2 separate regions of the Mus musculus genome follow, and region 1 is linked to region 2. Evidence: chromatin contacts called from public HiChIP or PLAC-seq data. All regions are on one chromosome and are shown on one strand. Each heading gives the region's core, a stretch centred on a gene start, on an enhancer-like site or on the middle of the called end of the contact. The rest is flanking DNA. Distances are from core to core; before and after follow the strand shown.

What was found. HiChIP or PLAC-seq counts read pairs in DNA pulled down with a chosen protein or histone mark.
Region 1: an H3K4me3 HiChIP or PLAC-seq map of embryonic forebrain shows a contact between it and region 2, with 2.1 times the contacts expected there. The contact joins the promoter of Mir99ahg here to the enhancer-like site in region 2. A contact is called at or near these places in 1 of 39 promoter capture datasets (embryonic stem cells), 7 of 484 Hi-C or Micro-C datasets (bone marrow-derived macrophages, brain, neural progenitor cells and 1 more) and 7 of 115 datasets of contacts at active chromatin or transcription factors (astrocytes, embryonic forebrain, embryonic stem cells and 3 more).

The regions. Positions count from the first base shown.
Region 1 is chr16:77,326,636-77,332,563 of GRCm38.p6, forward strand. Mir99ahg (Mir99a and Mirlet7c-1 host gene (non-protein coding)) reads left to right here and starts at 2,693. Exons shown (of 5, transcript NR_015543.3): 1 at 2,693-3,043.
Region 2 is chr16:77,288,514-77,294,396 of GRCm38.p6, forward strand. No RefSeq gene overlaps it. Among named protein-coding and RNA genes, the nearest start is that of Gm31258, 11 kb to the right of the region's middle. Within about 2 kb of position 4,173, at least 30 of the 459 cell types and tissues checked have an H3K27ac peak or open chromatin away from gene starts, as enhancers often do. A contact at or near this core is called in astrocytes, brain and embryonic forebrain, where this site is marked.

The DNA of each region.
Region 1 (5,928 bases), core at 1,443-3,942, 37 kb after region 2:
CTGGTTAGTTCATATTGTTGTTCCTCCTAAGGGCTACAAACCCCTTCAGCTCCTTGGGTACTTTCTCTAGCTCCTTCATTAGGAAGGACCCTGAGCTCTGTCCAGTGGATGTCTGTGAGCATCCACTTCTGTATTTGTCAGGCATTGGCAGAGTCTCTTAGGAGACAGCTATATCAGGCTCCTGTCAGCAAGCTCTTGTTGGCATCCAAGGGTCTTGGTTTGGTGTCTGTGTATGGGATGGATTCCCAGGTGGGACAGTCTCTGGATGGCCTTTCCTTCAGTCTCTGCTCCACACTTTGTCTCTGTAACTCCTTCCATGGGTATTTTGTTTCCCCTTCTAAGAAGGACCGAAGTATCCACACTTTGATCTTTCTCCTTCTTGAGTTTCTTGAGCTTTGTGAATTGTATCCTGTATTCTAAGTTAGCACCTCAAAATACACTGTGAAATGATTTAGGCAGGGGAGATAATTTTCAAATTAAATGAATTGAGCAGCCCATGATCTGCTACATTGGATCAAGTCATCAGAAAACATCTAGAGGAGCGAACGTTTCCTCTACAAAGTAAAGATGGGACTTGACGTGAATCAAAATGACAAACTCTCTCTAATAGTGTCTGGGTAGTAATCATTGCCGAGTAATAGCAGACTTCAGCAGAGGGGACTATTTTCATAACCTGTGTGTAATTCAGAAAGGTCTATGGCCACATAAAAACCTACAAACTGGCCATAAAAACTACTTTATAGCCAGGGAAATCATCAAGGCCTGTTCAACTTCTGTTGTATGTTTTATGCTGTGCATGGTTATTAGTGACCTTTCTGAACTTGCTAGAAAGAAATCCTTATTTCATGTACACTGATGTTCCATTACAATAGGGGCTAAATCTTGAAAGTAGATGACTGTAGACATCTAAAATATAAGGCTGGGTGCCCTTGTTGACTCTTAAATTAGCTGTTCATCTTGAATAAAGCGATTGAGAAAACTCTGAATGTACAACACGGGGTATTGGGGTAGTGATGAAGTGTAGCAACCTCGGTGGCCTTGGGAACCTTCAAGCACTAACTAGGTTAGTCGCTAACTAGGTTGGTCATTTTCCCATGTCTATTTTTCAATGTCTATTTTTTAGTGATGCTCACTTTCAGTATACAAAACAGGCATGAGGGAGTCACAGAAAGATCTCAAACATGTTTTATTTATTTATTTATTTTTTGTTTTCTAAAACTTATTCAGAGGCGATATACAGACCAATCAATGACGCATATTTCACATTTGAGAAAGTGGAAACCCCAGTTTCTGCACTCAGTCTCACCCAGAGCTAACTTTACCACTTATATTCTCTGTTTCTGTACTTTCAAAAAGTCTGCTCTACCTATTAGAAAGCATTATTTAGCTGCTAATCTTATAATTTGTTCATTTTAATTTGTCTATGTTTTGTTTTATATCAGATAACAGCTGATTAAAGCTAATTCAGTTTTGCTAATTCGAAGATGGTCGAGGCAGATGAAAGATCAGCATCTAAAGGAATTTCCCAGGCAGGCCTCGCATGCCTGTGCAGTTACTTAGTAAATAGGGTGAAGGATGGAGTGTTGGGCATCTATCTCTATCTCTGAGTGACAGCTACTGGGAGAGGGAGGGTGTCTAATCTAATCACTGTAGAAACATGAGCATTTTAATTTGGTTGGATCATTCAAAGAAAGGGTTTGCTTTGAAGTACAATTACTTGATACTTCCTTGTCACAAATTTGATAATGATACCTATCCTTGTAAAGTGTTTTTGAAGACTACGAAGATGTAATGCATAAAACGCAGATAGAGTTTTGCAATATTACATTTTTTTTTCTTAGCACGTCATAGCTTTTCTTATGAATTCCCAGTTAAAAATGTACTAAAATGAAGAAGCGCTTTTTCGGAACTGGAGGAAATTGTAACTAATATAGTTCTGAAAATAAGAGAATTCGTGAAGTTAATTTTGCATGGAATCTCACCCGGGGTTAGCAGGCTAGGCTGTATCCTCAAAGTGAGGTCAGTTCCTTAGCTACGGAGAACTTTGTCGATAGTTGCATCAAAATTAATTAATTAAAATTAATTTTACATTAAAATTCTTTAAAAGTCTCAAGGAAAACCATACTACTGCCTATGCTTAGCCATGTGATACAAGGGATATGTATGCTGGTAATCATGTGAGTGTCTACATGAGCTCTTTTGTCATTTCCACATCTGCAGGCACATAATATAAAGAAAACATGTTACTATTCTGTCCTGAACGCTGTTTGATTTAATGTGAAAAAGTATTGTTTTAAATTCACTGAGTCAAGCAATACCTACTCAGAAAGAACACTAGGGGGTTACCTTCGGTTTACTTTACATCTTTAGCACATTTACTATTAAAAAATATTTCTAGAATGCAGTGTCTGCTCGGCTTAGGTTATCTAAGCTGTAATAAGTAGCCTTGGGACCCCTGAAGGCACACCCCACACACTTATGCTGTGTGACCTCGGGTCACAAGTAATGGCTGCAAGCTAATTGATTGAGAAAGGCTTGTCTGGCAGGGCCCCTTTTGCGTCCTGCCTGTACATTCCGAAGTTCTGTGAAAAGAGGCACTAGCGCTCAGCCACGCAAGGCAGGAAAACAGAGGAAGTTTTCGCATTCTGACTGCAGCCTGAGTTCCCCGGAGCAAGGCTGCTTCTCTCCACCCACTCCTCACCAAGAACTCCTGAACTTGAGAGTGGACGACTTCAAAGCTAGCTCTCACAGACTCACCTGGAAAAGAGTTCAGCTGCGCGTTCATTGAACCGAGAGGCCAGATCACCTATGTGAGGCGGTGGGAACCATATGGAGATTTATATTAGAACTTCAGCAAAGTGCACAGCTGCAGCCGGCAGAAGCCAGCTCTCGGGCTGACAGGCAAATGAACCAGATCGTGGACGGGGCCTCTGGGTGGCAGCTCCGGCCTTTTGGTTGTTGGACAACTATAGTCAGAACTGAAATGGAACAGGGGCAGGAGAAATAACACACTTTTACTCCACGCAACTGTTGCTTTCACATGGTGAGTGCAGATTTAAGATGTTGCTCAAATATTCTTTCTGGGTTGTAATACAAGTTAAGAAATCTGCTCTGCTTTTTGGGGGGTGGGGGGAGAAACAAGCCATCAAGAATACTTAGAAATTCCGAAGCTCTGTGGCTTTGTCTCTGCTTCATTTCACGTGATACTTGCAATCTGAGAGAAAAAAAAAAAACTCGTAGCGTCCAGTCTGTTCTTTCTCTTCCAGATTTTCTTTTGTTTAAGTCCTGCTTTTCTGCAACCAGAGTCAATATTGATTTAGGCAAATCAAATGTGGCTGGGATGAGGAAGAAGGGGGAGTCAGGATATGTGTAAACATTGCATTTAGTCCAACTTCTGTGTCACTGGGCGCTGGCTTCATGATTTGGTGCCTTATCTCAGGAATAAGTCCTATGGAAAGAGCTTTGCATTCCTGGCCAGGAGAAGGGTCAGGGCCCGTGTTTAGCAGCCAGCCAGCCAGCCAGTGAGAATTGCTGTTGCTCCCTCTTATTTTTAATATAAAATAGTTAAGAAAGTACATCTTCATGCATTGAAAACTAAGTGTGCTTTGATTTCCCAAGTCCCTTCCCAGTGGTTTATGTGTCTTATCCCTGGGAAGGATTCTTTAAAAGTCCTTGAGCAACAGCGTGCAAACTTCTTTTGTTCCTGCTGATCCTGTTTGCTCACGTTGTGTGCTATCGACTTTGCACACATTTCTTTTTGAAGAATCATGTTGCAGTAATGCAGAGCAGTTTTTGTTTGTTTGTTTGTTTGTTTGTTTCAGTGCAAATACCTTAGAAGTTAGTAAGGTCATGTTTTCTAAAATAAAACCAACCAAGCTCAACGAAAAACCTTACAGTATAAGTTGAGAATAATTCCTTGTTTAAACGTAACTAAGTCCTGTTTTAACTATGTTTTGTTGTTGTTCAAAGAAAATCTTAGCTTGCCAGCATGTCCAGGAATGTGAGCCGAGGCGACCTATTTTTCTTATTCCAACCTCTCATGTTCATAATCACATTTATAGTAAGTGCTAAAATATACTTTCTGATGTTCACCTCATTAGAAAAATCAGTTTTTGCTACCATAATATTTGCAATTGATGTTATCAAAAAATATGGAGGATCTTTATGGTCCATTTGTTGATTTGATGAAGTTTTAGGTCTACTTCAGCATCGTTTAAACATTTTCCAAAGCAGAGAGACAATTCAGTTTTGTCTACTTGTTTAAAGCACAGAACTTACATGGGGGACAGACTCCTTTTATCTGGAATCTTCTGTTTGTTAAAGTAAATTAATAAACCAAACAAAAAACCAAACAAAAGGCAGCCAGTGAGAAGCTGCAGATTTGTAGTGAAAGGGAAGGGGACTTTAAGGGTGTCGGAATGTGATTCCATTTCCGAGGTAATTTTGTAGCATTTCTTAGCTGCCTTTGCAAACTTTATGGAAACCTGTTAACCGCTGGCAGCCCTGAGCCCTAGGTTTGCATTTTGAACGGAGATTATGCACAGGAAAGACAAGTTCGTCCTGTCATGTGACCTGAGCTGCCTTATCAAAGCAAAATATGGCAGCCGCATTCTTTCCTGAGAGAACGAAGTTCATTATGTCCTTGCCACCTGTTACGTTCACTCTTTGTCCTTGTGGCCACACAGTTCCTGCTTGTTCCTGCTGCCAGAAAGGGATTTTCCTTTTAAGAGAGAAAACCAATGATTTTTTTTTTTCATTTACATGTTTTGAAAAATTGTGTTCTTTCCCCACAAAGCACCCGGAATATATTTCATAAGGCCTTTTGTTAAGTTGATGTGAATAGCAAGAAAATGTGTGTATTGTTTTGAAAGCCTTGTACGTCTCCTGATAAATAAAGCAAAGGTGTAGCTAAGGATTTATGAAAAAGATGGACCTTCTGAAGATTATGATTGAGGAAAAAAATGCATTCCTTATTATTTCCTCCAAACCAATTAAAAAACTAGAAGTACAAAAGGCAACTTCATTATTACTATTTTTTTCAAGCACAGCTCAGAAAGTCAGCATGGTAGAGAGAGGGCCTCCAAAAGAATGTGGTTCCCTCTGGAAGTGGGTGAATTGCAAGGAACAAAAGATAGAAAGTGCTGCATAGCATTTAAATGTTTAAACTTAAATGTTGATCTGTTATCATAGCTGGTCATACTTACTTACTAGTGGACTGTAGAGAACTTTTAAAAATTAAAATCAACTCTAGTATTTTAATTCTATGTATTTAAGAAGGTGCATATCTTTTTAAAAAGAAAGTGCTAATCTTCCCTTGAGCTCAGTTTTTTTTCCTCCAGCTAAGAGGAAACGGTTATATGTTAACAGCTAATATGTTACAGCCATATTTCTTATTTATATGAAGAGTGCATGCATGCGTATTCTCTACAAGCATATATTCATGTTTTATGTACATGCTTTTTAACATCTTACAGCCAGCTCCTCCCTTCTCCGGATGCCATAATTCATTTTATTCTTGGACAGAAGAGAATTGTACAAGAATCCAACAAATATATACAGAAAAATGAAAATAAAATGTCTTCTGACACTGCTAAATGAAACAAGGTGAAATTGAGCTTCACAAAGGGAAAGGGTGATACAGGGAACTTGTAGACGCTCTCACGAATCACTTGCCAGGCGCATTTTTCCCCCATGTTGGTGATTAACTGTCCTTCTGTACAGCAAAGCAGGGTGCGCTTTTTTTCTTTTCATTTGAACTTTGAACCTTTGAGTTCACATAGAGGGTTCCAGAGTGAACTGCACGTGCTCTGTTGTTATCCACCTCTGTGATCTGCTTACATCTCATGCTCATTACATCTCAGGTTCCTTCTTGACCCCTGTAGCAGTAGACATCTGTAGCAGTGAGCCTGCATCTGCACTGGTCAGGAT
Region 2 (5,883 bases), core at 2,923-5,422:
ACTTTTTCTCTTCACTCTTGCATTTTTTTTTTCTTCTTTTCATTACAAAACCTGTAGACGGGGTAAATAACTGAGAGGTATTTTCACATAAACTGAGTAACTGCTCCATTTAAAAATTTCCCACTTTGACTGTTATGCCCTTTGCACTTTGTAAATCATATGACTTATATCACTTTCTAAGGTTGTTTCCAAAACAATATTCTTGTTTCAGTAGTGAAAAATTTTAAATTCTAAAAGTAAAAATTAAAGTTTCCTTTGCATTTTTTCACTTTCTGTATGGGGAAGGGGACCTCATGTGCCTGTGTCTGTGTATGTGTGGAGATCAGAGGATCCCTGCTTCTACCAGTTCCTGAGAACCAAACTGAGGTCATCGGACTTGCTAGCAAGTGCCTATTTACGAAACTATTTGACAAGCTCAGAAAAAGAAAATTAATTTCCAATAGGTTATCCAATACCAGATGGTTTATTCCTGGAATCATATACAGAATACCAAAGATGTAGGCTATAAACTCAGTGAAATGATGCACTTGGTCGCAAGGTGAAGGTAAACAGGCAAGGAGCAAAATTTTCCCTCTTCCACATCCTGATAGAGGCATCCAGCAGAAGGTGTGGCCGGCATTAGCTCTGGGTTAAAGGCACGTGTTTCCCAGTTCAAAAGATCTAGACCGAAGGTATGTCTTCCTACCTAAAAGGTCTGGATTAGACGTGAATTTTCCTACTTTGAATTACCTAAAAATCCTCACAAGTATGTCCTCCCCTGTGGCTTTTAGTTCCAGATTTAATCCAGTGGACAACCGAGAATAACTACAATATATAATTATATACGTACATACATACATATGCATGTAGCAATAATCGAAGGAAAAATGGCCATGAGTTTGACGGAAAGCAAACGGGGATGGATACATGGGAGATCTTGGAGGAAGGAAAGTGAAAGTGAAAATTATAAAATTATATTATTACCTGAAAAATTATTAAAATACTTTTTGTGTTTTGAGGTGTGTGTGTGTGTGTGTGTGTGTGTGTGTGTGTGTGTGTGTGTGTGTGTAGATATGTGTGCTCATTTATGTGTAAAGATAATAAATGCAGGAGCCACCACATACTTATAGGGATCAAACCTTTGGGGTTATCCTTTACCTTTTAAAAATTGTTTTATTTATTTATTTATTTTTGCAAGATGCTGTTTTTGTTGCTGTTTAAACTAGGCCTGTCTGATCCATGAAGGTCTATATATTCTCCTGTTTCCACCTTCCATATCCTCATAGAGGCAGGTGCTCTGAGATTACAGACATGCATACTACAGTGTCTGGCTCTTAAGTTGGATTGTTGGGATGGTCCATCAAGTACTTTCCCTCCCTGAGTCATTGTCAGACTTTTGAAAGAGAACTTTTAGAAAAAAAGATACCATGATATGCTTTTTAAGAAGTGCCTGATAGTTGGCTCATTCTACTTGGCTGAATTTTGAAGTAATCCAAACTTTAGAATGTTAAAGGAAAATTCAAATGGAAAAACAAAGCAAAACAAAGCACAAGAAGACAGAACCCCAAAGCCAAAGCCAGAGTATATGCCAAGGTACTCCACTAACTTGGGGTGACATGAAAAGGGTATGGATAGTTTAGTAAAACATTTGGATGTGAAAAGTACAGGGATGTTATGGGTGCTCTAGTTTCTAGCCTAGAGCAGATACTACCTGAGTTATACACAACATGGATACCTTTTCATACATACATTCTATGTTTCAGGTGCCACAATAACAGAGGGTTAATCAAAATAGGAGATCTGGGACTCTTTGTAAAAACCCAGGTGGCTGTAAAGTGTGAGCTTATAGCTGGGTCCTCTGTTCTGTTCTATGGACCAATATGTGTGTGTGTGTGTTTTTTTTTTTTATTTTATTCATTTTGTTTCATTTACATTCCAAATGTTGATCCCCTTCCAGTTTCTCCTCCTTGAGTTCTTCACACCCTTCTTCCTCCCCTTTGCTTCTGAGAGGGTGCTCACTGGCCCATCTCCCCACTCCCACATCACCTGTGCCAGAATCCACCTTTTCTTGGGGCGTCATGTTTCTACAGGATTAAGTGTGCCCTTTCTCACTGAACTCTAAGGGAGCCAGTTTTTAGGCCAACATTTTTTTCCCCTTAGGACTATAGCTTGGTCATATAACTTTAATTAATGATGGTGTTACCTCCAGCAGCTTATATGTTTATCTTTAAGGATTGTTTTTGATATTCTGATTTTTTTTTTTTTTTGCTTCACGTGAATTTTAAGATTACTTTTTAAAAATTCTATGAAAAAGTCCTTAGGAGTTGTAATAAAGATTGTATTGAGTCTGTAGATTGATTTTGATAGGATGCCATTTTTCAACATCATTTCTACTAATCCATGACCATGGAGGGCTTTCCATCTTCTGGTGTCTTCCAATTTCTTTCTTTGATGTCCTGTGTAAGAAACTTGAGCATCTATGGAAGCTCACATCTCCTAGGACATGAAACAGTCTTCAGATCCTAAAGGATGTGCATTCTATAGACGAGAGTAAACCTCTGATCATGTTTAGTGATGTATCAGTGCAATATAGTCATCCCCAAGTTAAAGCAAAACTGTAAAGCTATTCACTTGCCTTAGAAGTTGAACACAGGTCTCCAGTTCTTTTAAACTGTTTTTTGTTTGTTTGTTTGTTTTTTACTATTCATTCAACATTTTAATAATAATGTTTATGGTTTTCTTATATTAACCCAAATTCTAGCATATTAAAAAATGTTCTCCAAGAATCCTTTGGTCTTAGCCAGTTGTGATGTCTCTTTCTAAAATATTATAAAAATTTAAAAACATATACATATTATTTTTTATCAAAAGTAATTTTACTCTGTCTTTGGTAGTCACGTTTATCTAACAAAGATCTCTCAGATTAAAAAATAATATTAGAAACGTGCTGTGTAACTTTTAAGGCTAATGTTGTCACTTGGAGAATCTATTCTGTGCTGGAACACTAGTAATGCACATTTTAGGAGGTTTTAATCAGAAATGTTGCAGAAGAAATAGTCTTTTTATTTGAAGGGGTAGAGGGCTTTTAAATTGCTTATTTGAACTAGGGAAGGCCCAAGTTTGAATCCAGGCATATTTTTGAAATGCACTATTAGTCTAATCCTTCATTTTCTCCTCAATTAAAGACTTATCTGTATTCTCTCATTCACTTATCAGTAATTCGCTGAGTGTTTTAAAGTTGGTTGTTAAAAAATCCCTTTGTTTATGGCAATAAGGCAGCATTCATTTTGTGAACTTTATAAAACCACCCTCTGCCAGTTTTGGTCTTTGAGAATAGCTCTAAAGATGTGTTCCCACAGTAATTACTGATTCCAGAGATGTTCATTAAAGAATGAAGTCAGAGGCAAGCAATTGAAACAATTGTATCCCACCAAAGCCAGCTTTATTGCGCACCTTCCCTGCATCCACAGCCCTGTGAATAAACTGAGGGGGGTGGGGGAACCCATTGGAAAACATTGCACAGTATTTGTACTTTTGAGCGATAATACGTGTTTCTATTTAAATCGAATTTTCTGTAAAGGATTAGGAGAAAGCCAGGATACTTTTAATGTGTGCTCAGCTGTCCGTCATATACTTACTGAAAATGGTCACTGGTCTACTGTTTCTACATTCTATTGCCCACAGCAGAGGCCAGGATGGCTAAAGGAGTAAACCCCTAAGGATAAATCAAATCTTATTGGAGAAAAAAAGAAAACAGAAAAACAACAACGATTTTTACCAATGGCTTTGAAGCTGTCTGTTTCATTTCGAATAGATCCACGGCCGTGGGATTCAGGGAGATGAATTTGAATGTTATGGTAGCTTGCTGTCAGAACCCAAGTTACTGGAATGTTGTTTAGGTATGGCACAGTTATCCTGCAATTATGGTTTGGCCTCCCACTGAGACTTAATAGGCAAATACAGTGACAGGCTGAGGGAGAGATTTTGTGTATTTGCCTGCACTGAGATTGCTGCATTTAAACCCTTTCCAGAAGTGAAGCTTTATTTACTTCTATGGCATGAGAAAATACAATGGACAAAGGAAGGAGATCTGAGAGCATGGGTTTGGACGCATACCCTACATTTCTAGGTGCTAAGCAGGCTAGAGCCCACCATTGGTAATAAGCACCTTCCATCCTTGTTTGCATGAAAAAGGCATAGCTGACTCAGCTTGGAGCAGTTTTCTGGTCTGGGCTGCCAGACTTGAGTTCTTTCATTGGCATTATTATCCCGCTTTTGTTTAGTTGGTATTATATAATCTAGATTTCACGTACAAATATAGCTTAGTCCCATCATAATGAACATTGGATTGATCGGCCTCTGAAGGATGATTTTACTCGAAAGCATAAAGGTCCTGATTGACCCAAAACTTAACATTGGAAATCTTTATGGCAGGAGACATAGCAAGGATGGTGCAGATGAGCCAAGAAGCGGGGAGAAGCTGGCATTATGGTATCAAAAACCATTTCTTTGGAATCTGGGCAGTCAGTATTTGAAGTCTGTTGAGAAATCATGGACTCCTTCCAAGCCTCAACCTTCTCATCTGTAAAACAGAAATCTTAACGGGACCTGCCTTGACCTTTTTGCTGTTAGACAAAAAAGATATATTGATTATTAAGGTTCTTTGTTGTTAGCTTTTGTTTCCTTGGGGCCTCAGGTAACCACAGCCGACTGTGAACTGGCTGTGTGGCAGAGGGTGATCTTATTTACAGGCATATTCCATCATATCCTGCTTTGTATGGTTTTGATGACCAAACGTGGGGATTCAGACATGCCAGCGTATCGTTCTACCAACTGAGATAACTTGAGGGTCTCTTTAAGAAACATTTTGGGTTCCTGACACAGTAAGAATTGGATCAATGTTAGTTCTTATTTACTACGCCCAGCATTCCTTTTCTTTTAAAATTATTCTGATACATATGCCCACTACCAAAGTGCTTAAGAATATTTCTGTGTTTCTACCATTAATATAGACATTTTGTACCTTCATTAGAATAGGATCTCATTTTATTTTCTATTTAAAACCTGTGTAGTTGTTGTTGCTAACTACCAGTGCATGGATGTGTCCATCCATAAACATGGTTGTCTGTCTGTATCACACTCCATGTAGGCCATAATTCATGCAACAGTTCCCAGAATCCTAAGTATTCTTTGTGACTATAGATAAGAAGAGAAGAGCCTTTAATCAACACATTCTTGTTCACCAGGCCTGGCATGTTTGTCCTGTCATTAAAACTGAATGGAGATTTGCATAATGCATAGATCTTAGTCCTGGCTCTGGAGTCACATTTGATGCTGAGTTCCAGATCTAGAGCCTTCCTGGATGCTTGGTTCTCAATTCCAACTCTGGACTCTAACTTGATGCTGAAGTCTGAGTCCCACCTCTGGATCCTCATTTGATGCTTAGGTCTAAGTTCCAGCCAGGAAGCTACCATGTGTGCCAAGAGAGCTGGCCAGTAAGCTCCTGGAGATTCTGATGTTTCTTCCTCTCTTCTTATATTAGCAGCCCAGGGACTAGAGATGGCCATTACTGCACCTGTCGGATTTATGTCTTGGGGGTCTGGACTTAGGTTTTACCACTTGCAAAACTCTCCAGCCTATGACTTTTTTGTCTTACCATTTCTGAGGGTTCAGGGGTTCTCTATCGATACTTAGGCTTTGGTACCACATAGACTGATACAGGGGAAGGGTTCAAGAGCAGCAAGTTATTTCTCTCTTTGCAAAGATGAAATCTGAAAGTACTGGTAGAAACTGAAAGGATTGTAAGTATTTTCTACCATGATTTCTGATGAAATGCCATTTCTGCAACAACTACTTCAATCACCATTATCAGGTGATTTGGGAGGGTGCTAGTTTTATGAGTTG